Linked DNA regions of Sus scrofa: region 2 is linked to region 1. The links are chromatin contacts, called in public Hi-C maps. All regions are on one chromosome and are shown on one strand. The core of a region is the stretch at or near the end of the contact, and the rest is flanking DNA. Distances in the headings are between cores, read along the strand shown. Region 1 overlaps LOC102163133 (a long non-coding RNA gene). Region 2 holds the start of LOC100517194.

Region 1 (7,449 bases), core at 2,780-5,279:
TTTCTGCTTCTGCTCCTGCCTCTCCACATCGGTTCACAACACCTCAGTCCCTGATGGTGTTAAAACCCCTGAGGAACTGTGGCATTTTTCTGCCCTTAACCCTGCAGTAACCACCCTGGGGCGGGGCAGCAGGGGGGGGGAATCTTGGTCTCTCCTTGCCTGGTCACCCCATGCAAAAGCGCAACTCCTCCCCCACCCCATTCTCCCTATCCTCCTTCCTGTCTTATGTTTATCTCCAGCACCTTCTAACACATCCCCTATTTTACTTATCTGGTTTATTCTCCCCAGCCCCCTCCCTTTCGTCCCCAACCCCAGAAGTTAAGCTCAGGACAGTAAATGTTTTCATCTGTTTTGTTTTCTGTACCTTGTATGCACCTGGTCCATAATAAATGCTCAATAAATTCCTTGGAGTGAATCCTAGGGGAAAACGTACAACCTCAGGCATCTGCCTTCTTATTTAAAGTACTGCCTTGTGGTAAACACTTAGCAAGGTATAAGGAATCAGTCTTATGATAAGAATTAATGTTGTGAGACTCTGTGACTAGGAATTGAATATTGAATGGGCCATGGAAGGAAACAGAGGCTTGAAATGGGGAGATGCTATGTTTACTGCCATTCTGAAACTAACCTCTTCATGAAATGAAACAATTCATTTCCTCTCTGTTTGCCCCAGTTTTCTCAGCTCAGTAAGACATAAATACCTACTTCAGGTTTAGAGGAATTAGGAAACTGAAATATGTGAAAAAGGCAATGGCACTATCCCAAAAGTATTTGTATCTAATGTGCCTTTAAGTTTACAACATTTATTACAGTAAAAGAGTACCAAAGAATTTGCTAATTTCGAACAGAATCTTTTGTTAACTGGTTTAGAACCGTCCTTTTCTATTTTGTGTTTTAGTCTCTATCCCAAAGTTGTACTGAATCCCAAAGGTGCCTTGAATGTTAGATTTTTATTTTATTAGACATAATATTTTATTTATTAGACATAATATTTATTTAGACATAAAATAGCCATAGTAATAGGAATTAAGAACTTCTGTCTGTAACTCGAATATTTCTACATATTATATTAAATCTTTATAAAAACCCTATGAGGTAGATACTTTTAGAGACAGGTAGGATGTGATTATAGTTGACTTTAACAATTAAAATAATAACAAAATATAATTTGATCATTTAAAATACTTCAAATTTTTAAGATTATTTTATCTTTAAAAATTTTATTGGAGTATAGTTGACTTATAATGCTGTATTAGTTTCAAGTGTAGAGCAAAGTGAATCACTTATAAATATACCCATTCTTTTTCCTCATGTAGGTGATTGCAAACTATTGAGTAGATTTCCCGCGGCTATCCAGTAAATTCTTATTAATTTCTATTTCATAAAGTATGTATGTGAAAATACTTCAATTTTGACATTAAAACCCAATTAACAAAAAAATTGTGTGCAGATAAAATGAATCTATTTTTCTGAGATGAGTATTTACTTACACAGATGACTCCTTCCCTTTTCTTCCACAATGGGTTATTTCCTCAAGTTCAACTGACAAAGAATGTCCAAATACATTTAAAATGTAAAAAGCAATAGCCTTCATATTTCCTCCTTTACACTCTGATAAAGATGCAGTTCATGGCAAAGGTCACTCATTCAAATCTCATTGTTCCAGTTTTCTTTCCTAAATTAGAAAAAAAAAACAAAACATGACTTTTCCCCCTGTATATTAACTACACTGCACCCCATAAAAACAAGTTTTTAATCTAATTTTTATAATTTATAAGAGTGACAAACTTAGAAAAAGAAGCAAATCATGAATAGAATGACAGCGTTTGGAATGATCAAGGAAATAATCCAGATTGTTGCTAATTTAGTTTCAGAAGATGATAATAATGCTTTTTTATCTCAAACTTGGCTCAGGCCTTTGGAAAAAATATTTCCCCAGGAAATTTGAACCCAGCTGAAGCAATTGATTTTTACTGGCTATATCCAGGATGCTCCTTTCTCAATTTTGGGTACTCCCGTGGTTGCTTGGTCACATGCATACTAATGGTTATTCAGAATTGAATCGACAACATTGATGGAGTTAATATCTCTGCTGGCCTTTCACAAAATGCCCTTATTACTCCAGAAGATGGACAAGAACCAGTAGAGACAACCCAGTTTCCTAGCTACCGTAATTTACACAATCAAAAACAGTGCTTGAGTAGCCACTGTTCCTTAAGACACCATGGAGAGGGCACACATTTCAAAAAGAACATGGTACAAGTCTCCCAGGAATAGAATTCATCATATTCTAAAAACAAAAAACAAAAAAACAACAAAAAACAAGAAAAGTCTTTAAAAAATGTCATCTCCAGCCTTTTATTATTTTATGGGCTAATCTGAACACATAAAACTTGTTATTTCTACAAAATTCTCAACAATGATGGCTATAATGAAATTCTTGACAGTATTACTCTTAACACAAACCACAGATAACTTCAAATTGATTGAAATAAAAACGAAAAAGCCTTCTGGATGATAAAAAATAATGTAGTGGCTTTTTGCAAAACTTCCACTTTGATAACTTTATACTGATTATGGAAGTTTTAGTATCACCGTGACTTTCATTAAGTTTTATAATGGTAGCTAAGATAAGTACAGCTAAAAAATGTCCAGAGTGTTCTTGGGTTTAAAGGGTCACTTCCTTAATAGATTGGGGCTGTGTCAAATCTACTTTAAAATGAGATAGCACATATAAAAATACTTCAAAAAGTTAAAAGCACTATATAAATGCAGGACCTTTCATAGATCGAGGCCCTGTTTTGGAAGCACTTAACCATAATTACAAATGCTGATAAATGAAAAAAATAGGACACCAAAAATGCTTTCATTGCCTTTTTCCCCAGTGCAAGTGCACGCACCGAAGAGGAGAAATCTGTTTCATGAGTTAACTTGGCAAAACCATTTAAATACCAAACATGAAACAAGTATTCAAATCTCATTGAATGCTCCCTCCTTCTTTTAGCCTTGTATGAATGTAAGTTTGTTATAATAATAGTTTTAATTATAGTAGTCTAATGAGTATAATTATAAACACGATTTGTCTTTCCAAAATGATTCACTCTTCCAAAGCGATAAGCTATAATGCTAATAAACTTCTCCTAACTTGTTATTCTCCTCAAAAGGTAGGGATGGTTTTGTTTCCTTCCTCACTTTTATAGGAAAAATAATGTACAAACCTTTACTCTCGGGGTAGCATTAAGAATCAACTTCATCCCCCCAAAATTGCTGCGTCCTTGGGCTGTGCCCTTTAAGCTGTGAGGAAGCCCTAGCTCCCTCTACTGGCTGAATCATTATCACCGTTTCTAAGTTGCGTTGACCCAAGACTGACTGACATTCCTCCCCAGAAACTGAGGTGAAAACCGAGAGCTTTGCCTGCCGTGTGCTGGCCTTTCAGAAGCAGCCGTGAGCCAAACAAACCTGGGAAGTTTCTCACCATCTTTAAAAGAAAAAGAAAAAAGCGATTACCATGAATAAAGAGCCCTCAGTGGAAGAAAGAAATTACTTTTCCTAAAAAAAGAAAAAAAAAAAAAAAAAAGGTACCAAGGCGCCTTTTGAAGATGAAAGTACAGATGGGCAGTGCTCTGTATGTACCATATGACTTCCCTCGGGATAAATAGAGATGAAGCAATTCGTGAAATACAGTCACCTAAACTCTCGTGGCTGCTCATGGATGGATATTAAAAAATCCAGTATTTATCTTCCTGATCAACGGCTCATTAGGGCACTCCTACGTGTCGTCAGTGAGGGCAGCCCTGGAGTGGAGGTATTTTAAGTGGCGTGACACATTTTCTTTAGGTTCAGAGGGTTAAACAGGTAAGTGGTTTCACATGTAGGTCTTTCCTAAAACATGAGGACAAAAATGATGAGCTAGCCACTTTTTTAGAGGTGGAGGAAAAAAAATGGGTTAGAATACACAGTCTCTGGAGACACAGGCCCCCAGTAAGTGGAACCTTGTGACGGTGGAGGCGGAGCCAGGCAGCAGCTGGGTTCTGTCACCCTGACTGGGGCGGCCTTGTTAGTGTAGCGTGACCCCCAGAGGGCTCCCACAGATAATACCGGCACCTCTCCCCACTCTAATCTCCCACCCGTCTGAGCAATTCAACAGGAGATAGGGGCATTAAGGCCATATTATTCCAAACAACATTTAGCTGAATGGTAGCTGAAGATTGTGACAGCCAAAGACAAATTCTCCCGGTCAAATGCTTTCCTTCCCAGAAAAGTTTCCTGTTTTAGGATTTTTAAGGCACAAAAAGGTCATTAAAATGAAACCAAAAAGGAAATCCCACACCACCCTTTGCTGAACCTGGGAAGACTTTTCAATCTCAGACAGAATTTGGGGAGCTTCCTCTGCTACTAGGGGCTATAATAAATTCACCAAATATTCAGACTAAGTCAGTCCTTCATATATGTGCTGATTTTGTTGACATTGTTGCGTATCTCCAGATATGGGCACATAGCCGGTTTTTACAATACATCGCCGAATATCCGGTGGCCAGTAGCTGTTTTTGCTGGAATGGGACAGGGTTATAACAAATCTTGGGTCAAAACTCTGAAGCCAGCGACAAAGTACTGCTTCGTTAACAACTTCCCCTGCGTTTAGACCTTATCGAATGTGTTTTCCCACAGCCCCAGTGAGCAAAAGGAAAAACGTTCTTCAATTCTTAGAGCTGATCTTCAGGGCTACGACTCGACTCTGACATTCTTCCCTATTTCAAAGCGGGAATCTAAGCAAATAGATATTTAATGTACATGAGGAGAATTAAGAGTATCCCCTGTGGTTCCTTTTTCTATTTCTATTGTTTTTCCTTTCAAAATATCAGCACCAGGATTATACTGTGATGTTCTAATAATCCAATTTGGGTTTGAAATTCTGGCAATGAGACTTATGGGAAAAAAAAAAAAATCGGCTATCTCTCCGGTAATCTGCAATGCCTGGTGTTCTCAAATAAGATCAGACAGTGATGGGAGATGATGCTTTCCTGTGACAGGGAGCTGTGTTTTGGGAAAGGCTGATTATTCTTTTCATTTTGTCTGCACCCAGCATGACCTGGCTTATATGCAAATATTTGACTGGAGGCAATAGCCAGGGTCTCTCACACTCCCGAGTTTCACCATAGTTATTAATAATGGATAATGCTAATCATTTAAAAAAATCTCCTTTCCAAAAAATGTGTGCTTTGCACACTTCACAGGAGGTTATCATATCAATAGGAGCTGTTTTCTGTATCATTCTTTTAAACATTCTTTTAACAGACTTTTTAATGATAAGGATGAGCTTTACTCTATTGAACAGCATATTACATAGCTTTGAAATTCATACTTCAGTTGAGAAAAATATATTTCCTGTATGTCAACTCAAATAGATTCATTTTGTGTTGTTTTCTGAGTCAAAGAAAGTAAGCTCATTCTGTGTGTGTGTGTGGGGGGGGTATTGGTGAGTCGTGAAGATGGCTAGTCACTCTTGTACACCATAGTAATTCATTTGTTGAATCTGCCCATAAGTCTTAATAGATTATGAAAACATGAATCTATTCTCATTAGAACGATTTCACCAGTTTATTAAGAGTTATATCTTTGGGTCACAAAAACAAAGGGAAAATTTATTAATGATAAACATGCTCACTGTTTCAACCTAATGTGAAGCATGTCACTTTACAACTGGAACTTTGTAATTATCGAGTCAACCCATTTATTTTACTATTTCAGTAACAGAATCCAGAAGATGAAATAATTCTTTTAAAAGCACCTAACTGGTTGTAATGGGAATTCACCGTAGAACCAAGACAGCAGAAAGAGTTTTGTTTCTACTACCTACTTCTACCTGCTGTACTGGACGAATTTTCAGCTATTCATTATAAGTCAGTTAGTAAATAAATGGAGAAGTGGAGGTACAAATATCCCTCTATGGTAAAACTGGATACAAATAGAATTATAGGAAGAGCCAGATTAAAAAATAGGCATATCAGGCAATCTATATACATTGCTGCAATAAATCAGAACTATGATGCCAGGACACTAGGGTTTCTGAAGAACACTTTGTACATAACTGATAAACTATAACTTGGTCCTGCTCATGGTGAAAATAAAAGCATTCCGCACCCACACCAGTCTATCTCTGAGTATTTCATTTTGGCTGTGATTCAGGAGTCGGCAGGGAGTGCCAAGGACATTTAGCTCAAGTTCACAAACAAGTAATACAAGGCTTTATTGAAACAGTGATTTATTTTATTATTGAAATAATTATTTAAATGTTAAATTACTTCATATACTTCCTGAGAAATTGTCTATTCTAGAACACTGAAAAGGCAAAATGAAGAATGAAAAAATGCAGATAAATTAGGAGATTTTATAGACATGAAAGCAGGAGAAAACAAACATGTACAATATTTGTAACTAAACTTTATAGTTACATCTATGCACAATATAGCTTCTGGTAGTGTGATGGAGAAACTTTAAAAAAGACAATTTCCAGACTTTTAAAGTGCTATCTTGTAATGGATAAGAAACTCCCTTTATGATACCAACAGAACAACAAAAAAATGCTTAGAAATATATTTAACAAGAAATACTCTAATTCTACATAAAGAAAACTATGAAATACAACTGAAAGCAAAGTATTCTTGAAGATAGGAAAGAGTTCCTTGTTCTAGGACTGGATGTCTGTCTGAATATTAAGATGCTGGTTTTCTGTTAGTTAATTCATAAAAATACCATATAATACCATAAAATAAAAATACCAATAACCTTTTTTTAAGTAACAGAGCTAGGTGAATTTGTACTTAAGTTCATGTGAAACAATATGAAAGGCAAGCTAAAGAAACACTGAAAGAAAGAGGGAAGCCTAACAATAATAGAACTTAATACAAAGCATCTATAATTAAAACCATATGAGAAAGGAAGGAAGGTAGGAAGGGAGAGAGGGAGGGATGAAGGAAGGGAGAGGATGAAGAAAAGCAAAGGGAGGACTCTTGCTTAGAGAATATTGAGAGTCAACTAGTAAATGTAGAGGGAGTGACACAGAACTGGGAAATCACCGTTTTGCAGCCAACATAATTAAAACTAGTTCAGGCAAAAATTGTCAATGGGAGCTAGATCAAGAGGGAGAAATTTGGAGTTCCCATCGTGGCATAGCAGAAACAAATCCGACTAGGAACCATGAGGTTAATGAACCTGACTGGTAACCATGAGGTTCCAGGTTCAATCCCTGGCCTCTCTCAGTGGGTTAAGGTTACTGTGTTGCTGTGAGCTGTGGTGTAGATTGGAGACATGGCTCAGATCTGGCTTTGCTGTGGCTGTGGTTAGGCTGGTAGCAATAGCTCTGATTGGACCCCTAGCCTGGGAACCCCCATAGGCCACAGGTGCGGCCCTAAAAGGACAAAAGACAAAAAAAAAAAAAAAAAAAAAAGA
Region 2 (7,449 bases), core at 3,021-5,520, 310 kb before region 1:
GACTTTTCGAAGGCCCTCCTCCTCTCTGTTCAGATGAGCCCCCCAGCAAAAACCTCTTTTCCTTTCTCCTTGCCTTTTGTCCTCTTGGAGGAAAGTCCTATATTTTTAATTAAAAAACTCTAGCCTAGTTTCTGCAGCTACAGTAATGTCTAGGTTCCTCCCCAAAACTCCTCTTCTGGAAAACAGAAACAAAAAACAAAAGTCTCCTTGAAAAAAAAAAACCAAAGCCCCCACGGAATGACATCTGATAGATTTCAGGAAAACGAGGACACCTTTCCACCTTCTGAGAGAAGTGCCCAGGCCTTGGTCTGGCCCAGACCACCCTACAGCCCACACAGCGCTCTCCTGGGGCCCAAGGCAGAGGGAAGGAGGCTGAGTTCTGTAGAGCCCAGGCCCTTGGCAGAGTTTTCATCAAGGATACTCTTCTCCTTAAGGGGTCTTCTCACCCTGTGAGGTGAGGCACTCATGTGATGAACCACTAACTATCAAATAAAGTTAGAGGCAATCATGATAATTTAGTTTACTTCTGAATATTTTAAATATAATGAAAACAAGTATAACAGTTTTGTTTTCAGAACTCTTTTGAGGTATCAACCATTAAAAGATTGGGGTTTTGTAAAAAAAAAAAAACACACAGTGGTTTATTGATTACTTACAACGTTTACACCTTCAATATTAATTAAATTCCACTTAGTTTTAGAGGACGGAAGTGCACAAAACAAGGAGCTGTTGGAAACATCTTCAAATAGGGAACCACACAGATGAAACGGCAGCACTAGATACCGACCCCAACGGAAATGTTAGCGGCCCCGTTTTCTGCTTTGAAATAAAACTTTATAATCCCCAGGAATATTTATATCCAAAGGCCAGGTATTAAAGATACACTTCACAAATACACTATTATCAGCTGTCTTTATCTGTAAGGGGCTGGATAGGTGGGGAGGGAGCAACGCTGGTGTCTACACAGCCAAGAGGAAACATTCACAAACAGAGAATCTACAAGACGACGACGGGATCCCTTACCACGCGGGAGTGTCCTCTTCATATTAAAATATGGAATGCTTTTCTTCAAATATCCACTTTTTTGGAGGGGGTGGTGGGGAGCGGATGCCTCAAAGGGGGGCAAAGAGAGGGAGGCACATTGCACATAAATAAACCGGATGATCCAAATGCAGGAAGTCCTCAGAGCGGAGTGCGCAGAGCTCGCCCCGGAGTCCTGGGTCTGCATCCGGCTCCAGGGCCTGGCTCGCGCTCTCCTCCTCCTCTTCCTCCTCCTCCTCCTCCTCCTTCTCCACCTCACTGCTTGAGCTCCAGGGCCCAGACATGCTGCGGCCAGCCCGTCCGGCCTTTGGTTTTCTTGTCGTTGCTGCTCACTGTGCTTTTCAAGATTTCATTCTGGGCAGAAGAGAGGCCAGGGTGAGAAAAGTAGAAAGAGAAAATTAAAAGGGAGAACCTGGTTCCACACCACCCCCGTGCTTTCCTGACCAGAAGAGACTGAGAGAGTTAGCAAGGGATGGTGGGTGTGATGGTTTCTAGTCCCAGCCCCTGCAGAAGAGCTATGAAGCCTTGCTCTGCCCTCGCTACCGCCCAGGCCTCCGCAAGCCTGCAGGCTCAACTCCCGGATCGGCAAGTTTATAAACAACCACCCGTTTTCAAGTCGTTTATGGAGGAACTGGGGGCCTTCTCTTTAACTCCAGATGTAGGGCTGCGAGCGGGGGGGTTGGCGCTAAATCTGGTTTCCCTGTTTCAATCGCAGTCCCAGATCTGCGCTCTAGGGAAGATGGGCCAAGTGCCTCCGCCTGGGCCTGTCTGCCGGTGGCTCGGCCTCCGGCTCGGCTCTCCTCCAAGGCCTCCAAAATCCCTGGTTACCCCGGATCACTCGACTATGCAGCAACTAAAACGCCACAGGCCCCAAGAAGGAAAACTTGACAAATGGGATTATTTTGCAGGCCTTTCATGGGAATAGCCCTGCTCTAAACACCACTACCCTATGGGCACCTGGTAGGTACTTGAGAAAACTAATTTTCAGTTATAATTTTTCATTTTTGTTAACGATAAAATGACAGTGGTAATATTTACCATTTGTCTTAAATGGGCTCATGCAAACAAAACAAGAAATGCCCATTTAAGTACAGTCGCCTGGGAAGTTACATTTTATCTTCACTGCCAGAGAGAAACGAGATGCATTTTGAAGTTAAAAGTACATATTTTATGTTAACCTTTACGTAACTGGGCATAGTAATCAGAACAACCACAAAACTCTCTTAGAATCAGTGGCAGCCTCGATCTTAAAAGGGGACAATGCGATCAACAGTGAAATCATTGGAATCAAGCGCTTCTAAACAACTTATTTTATAACTATCTGAAAGTAAGATCGGATTGGACGCCAAATGAAGGCTCTAAAGGACAGAAAATGAGGGGTCCGGGCCAGTGCGATCAGAAGATCAATTCGGAACCTGAGTCCTGCCTCAAGGGCCCGGGGGAGCGGGGTGCGGGGGGGGGTGTTGGGGGGGGGGAGAGCAGCAATGACCCGGAGGGAAGATCACCCACACGAAGCATCCCTCTTAACCTCCTCCGCGTGCTGACACCCTCCCCCACCTCCTCTGCTTCTTCGGGAAACCATCTCGACCACAACCTGGTGCAAACAACCTTGTCTCAGGATGCAGCAGAGAGCGCGGTGTGCCATTGCTCAGGCCAAAGGGAAAGAGACCGGGATTCTCGGTCCCCCACACCCCACCGCCCGCCGTCCCCTGGTACTAACCAGCTCCTTCTTCCTTTTCTCTTCTTTCACATCTGTCTTCTTGATTTCCGCCTTAAAGGCCTCCGCCTCGCCGTTCTGGTCGTCCTTGGCCAGCAGGTCCATGAGGTAGGCGATGTAGCTGGTGGCCAGGCGCAGCGTCTTGATCTTGGAGAGTTTGGTGTCGGCGGGCACATTGGGGATACACTCGCGCAGCTCGGCGAAGGCGCTGTTGATGCTCTGAGTCCTGCGCCGCTCCTTGCGGTTGGCTGTGCCCCGGCGCTTCACCGGGCGCGGCCCCCCCAGGCCCGGGGGCCCGGCGCCCGGCGGCACCCCCCCGTAATGGGAGTGGTCCAGGCTGGCGGCACCGCTGGCGTACTCCGGACTGTAGGACAGGGCCATGCTGTAGTCGGGGGGCGACATCTCGGGGTGGCCGATGAGCCAGCCGTGGAAGTAGGGGTTCTCCTCGTGGCTGCAGCGGCTGGCGGCCGCGGCGGCCGCAGCGGCCGCGGCCGCGGCGAACGGATAGCCCTCATGGTGCACCACCGGGTGGTGAGGGAAGCCCCCAACCAGACTCATTTCGCCCTCCGCGCCCCAGCGTGCGCGCAGCCCCGCCGCGCCCCCAGCCCGGGCCCCTGCTTCGGCGCTCGGCGTCCTCCCCCACCCCCCACCCCCAGCCCCCCGGTGCCCGGGCCGGCCCCGCAGCCGCAGAGGGGGCTGCTGCAGCCCGGGCCCCGGCCACCCGCCTGGCCCGCGGGGCCCGCCTCAGCAGCGCCGCGGCCGCCGGCTCCCCATAGGGCGCGGCGAGCTGGTCCCGGCACCGTGCGCCCCTGGCCGCCGCCGCCTCCGGTTCCCGCCTTGTTCCACGGCCCGCGCGCGGGGTCCTGCTTCCCGGGCTGCTGCGGGCAGGCACAGTCCTCTCGTGCTCATGCAAAGGCGTCCCGGCTCCCGCGGGGCTGCTCGGCCGAGTCGCCGGGCTCCGCGCCCCGGCCGCGCTCCTGGCGCCGCGGCTCCTCCGAATCCCGGGAAGAGTCCGAGCCGCGGCTGGAGGAGCCGGCCCGGCTCTGCGGGGAGGCGGCGGGGTCGACCGCTCACTGTGAAGCTACCTCCATGCGACCCTCCCCTTCCCGCCCCTTCCCCTCCCCCAACCAGCCTGATCTGGGTTCTTGGGCGCTTATTGTTTTAATGAAATTTTTGGTTGTTGTTGTTTTGGTCCTGGAATGTGACTTTAGCAGCGAGTAACGTGTTCCGCTCTCCTCTCGTGCTCCCTCGGAGGGTTTTCAGAGAGGTCTCAGTGCATCCATTTTCTCAGAGCCTCTCCTTTCGGGGGAAGGATCTGAGCCCTGCAGGCGCCCTGGAGCGCGAAGGCGGCGGCTGGGGCTTGGAGGGCTGTTGCGCAGCGGCCGTGGGGGCTCCTGGGTGACGGCGGCGGCGGCTGTTCTCCGGGACTGGACGCCGTGAGGGGAGCAAGCGGATTTTCCCAGCAAGATCTCCATGTACAGCTACATCTTTAGGGCCGCTCGGGTTAATATATGTCGTCAGAGGCTCCTCACGCCAATCCCGGGGCGGCGGGGGCGGCGCCTCGCGCTCTCCGCAATAAAACTTTTTGATGTTCTCGTTGCTAATTGCCGAGGTCCTCTTTCAGGATTGGCTGCCCCTTCATAACCATAAGATAATTAAAACGAGGGGGGGGCAGGGTTAAAAAAAAAACTTTTTTATCAGCCAGAGGTTAATGCAAGTGTTTAACAGATGCTTCACTATTAAAATATTTTCCCCTAAGTCTCAAATATTGAAGAATCTCAAATCAGGTACAGTATCACTCCGCTTTCTTTACTGGTTTGAAGGGGGGTGGGGAAAGAAGGCAGATATTGCTTTTCGAAGTGTTCTGTAGGTAACCTAGGCAAGAAAACCAGCAGGCAGCGGGCGCAGTGGGAGCAGAGGCGGCGGGCGGCTGCGCCCCCACAAAGGCGCGTCTCTGGCCGAGGCTGGCGGCGGGGCGCCGCGGGCAAAGCTGAGGCTTTGACCTGGGCGCACGCTGGAAATGCCCGCCTCATCGTCGCTGGATATACCCACCACGTTACCCAGGCTGGGGCCATCTGGGCAGGTGGTGATATTGTGGCTGTTTTTGGAGATCGTGGCTGAGACCCCGGGACTAACGGTCACGCCAGTTGTAAATGCTCTTATTTCCATGTTCTTCAGGGACACCAGCCTCGGCGAAGACCTTGGGCGACTTCAAAGCGCAGGCACCTCGATTCCCCGAATCTATGTTGTGTGGCGGGTATCGGTGTTCCCCTGGTTTAACTAGCCTGTTTGGTAAGTAACTGAATATTTTTTACAGCGTGTTCAGAGCTTATTTTCCAGTTTTTATGAACAAACATATAAATATATCTCTGCATTCCTGCCTCTCCCATAAAAGCGGGCATCTGTGGAAAGCAGGTTTAGTTATCGGAGGGGAACCATTAAACACCAGTTTAAGAGGCAGGCCGGGAGGACGGCTCGTGGATGTTTAGACTGCTGGCCTTCGTGATCTTGAACGCATTATAACGGAAAATGGATCTCTACTTGTAAGTCACCCGGCCGCAGGGCACCGGGGCCGCGGCGCCCGAGTGGCTGTGGCCTGAGCTCCTAGAGAAAGCTTGCAAGAGGTAGGGGTGGGGCGTGGGGGTGGCCGGTGTCAGGAGCTTGAAATGATCCCCAAGGCTTGGCTAGAAGCCCTGAGGGGAGGCCGCTGTGAAGCTGAGGATTCTGCCGGATGGGTCTGTGTGGAAAAGAGTGTCCCACGCGGAGTGCGCCAAAGACTGGGATGGTGGGGGGGGGCGGCGGCAGGGGACTCCTCGCTGGGCCTGGCCTGGGACGCCCAGGGGAGACCAACTCCTCCGCCTTGGGGGTCCATTCTGGAAGGCAGGCGGAATCAGGGCCCAGGCAGCAGAGATGCAGAGGGTGTCCCATTCCAAGGATTCGATGAGGGAGGGTCTTTTCCTTGCCTGCTTTTTTTTTTTTTTTTCCCCTGGGGGTAGGGTTTGGGAGTGGAAGGCAAGGTCAGCATGAATAGAGAGTAGGGTTGGGAGGGTAACCCAACTTCTGTGCTGTCAGGGACTCTGGTGGTTGCCAGCCACTAATCCCAAAGCCCTGGGTAGCAGCGGTGAGAACGTGGTTTAGGTTTTAGGTGGCTGGGCTTCAAGGAGAGGAAAGGGAACTCAGGCAGAGTGGCAGAAACCCAGGCTGGGAACTCCTGAGGGCCCATTCTGTCCCTGCAGCAAAGGGTCAGTGTTCCCTGTGCCCCCAGCAGAGAACAGAGGTGGGAAGTAGGTGAAACCAGATTTGTTGGTAAGTGCCTTTTGGGCTCAGAACAAAATAGCCATCTAGAGCTTCAAACACCCACCTTGGGTAGGTCTACAGTTTTGAGCACAAGGAGAGTCTATTAAAGACCTTGTTCTTCAAGGAAAAAATATAGGTAGTGTGGTCAGGGTTGTGTTTACATGTTCGCTGGGGAGGCAGGCATGTGTAAATACTGGTAGTTCAATCCTCTGACATTTGATACATTAAAAAAAATCTGTTTATAAAAACACATCTAGGCCTTGGGAGCAGGCAGACAAAATAAGATGGTTGCACCCTGTCTGGGAACAGATAAAAATGCTGGAACAGTAGTTGTAGGCTGCTTTCAGAACAGAGAGGGGTTAGAGAATCTAAAGGAGGATGAAGAGACCAGGCAGAGGGCTGAGCCAAGGACCCAATGCTGTGTCCACTAGAGGCTAGTGGCCTCAAAGTCCCCAGGACATGCTACTTTCCACCTTTCTCATGCTATTTTAATTGAAACAAACAAACAAAATGGATGAACCACTTCATGGTCCCCAAGAACCTGGAAGTGATAAAATAGATGGACAACAAGGGACAGAAAAAAGTTGTAAAAGATACTAATCTGAACATAGGTGCTCACTGGCCGTGTCATCACCAGTTAATTAATGTGATCCAAGGGTTCAGGGCTTCCTGAATCTCAGAAAGCCACAATGCAGAGGCCACCACCCTCAAGTGGTGGCTTGGGGGGTAGGGGACAAATGGGAGAACTCCAGGGTCCTTAACCATCTGATTTCCAGTCTGAATGCACAACCAAATAGTCCACTCTTTTCATGCAGTGCCCTCTTTGGGACATTTTGCTCCAGGTCTAGTGGGAGGCTGGATTAGTTTGCTGCTTTGGAAAACCGTGAGGCAAAGATGCCACCTCAGGTTTGCCTCCAGCCTAGGTGGCCTGGGCCTTGTGGGGAGCTCGGTGGAGGTGATTGTGGTGGAGGTAATGTTAGTGGTGGGGAAAAAAGGGAGGAAGGTGAAGCTCCTGGCTTAGCCGTCAGCCTGGGGACCCCATCCTGGGCTGTGCTAGTGTGGCGTCTAGTGTGCTACTCTCCAAAGGATACAGGGTCCGATACTTCAGGGGCTGAGCAGCTGCAAAGTTGCTGGCTGGGGTGCCCTCAAGATGAATCCTGCAAGGCAAGGGCATGCTAAGTGCTTCCCCTTTTCTGAGGCCCAGCTGCAATCAGTCTTACCTGGGTGGGGAGATGGCTTTCTGGAACAAGGGGGCAGTCCTGATTTGGGGGACTATCTGCCATCCTTGAAGCTATTGATGTGTTCCCCCAACACCGCCCCCACCACCCTGTGCTGCCCATTGCATCTGCCTTCAGCTAAGCAGACAGAACTGGGGTCAACCATTTATTCTGGGC

The links. Hi-C and Micro-C count contacts between places; a contact is called where the count stands out from the background.
Region 2: a Hi-C map of liver shows a contact between it and region 1, with 7 times the contacts expected there. The contact joins the promoter of LOC100517194 here to the enhancer-like site in region 1. A contact is called at or near these places in 6 of 47 Hi-C or Micro-C datasets (embryonic fibroblasts, epiblast stem cells, fetal heart ventricle and 2 more).

The regions. Positions count from the first base shown.
Region 1 is chr14:16,142,546-16,149,994 of Sscrofa11.1, reverse strand. It overlaps LOC102163133 (a long non-coding RNA gene), which reads left to right. Exons shown (of 5, transcript XR_002338586.1): 5 at 1-935. Among named protein-coding and RNA genes, the nearest start is that of CEP44, 250 kb to the right of the region's middle. Within about 2 kb of position 4,029, at least 10 of the 83 cell types and tissues checked have an H3K27ac peak or open chromatin away from gene starts, as enhancers often do. A contact at or near this core is called in liver, where this site is marked.
Region 2 is chr14:16,456,037-16,463,485 of Sscrofa11.1, reverse strand. LOC100517194 reads left to right here and starts at 4,270. Exons shown (of 6, transcript XM_021073071.1): 1 at 4,270-4,316; 2 at 4,582-4,841; 3 at 4,937-5,050. The coding sequence starts at 4,270. It overlaps HAND2 (heart- and neural crest derivatives-expressed protein 2), which reads right to left and starts at 3,397. Exons shown (of 2, transcript XM_013982698.2): 1 at 2,762-3,397; 2 at 507-1,395. The coding sequence starts at 3,316. The coding sequence ends at 1,297.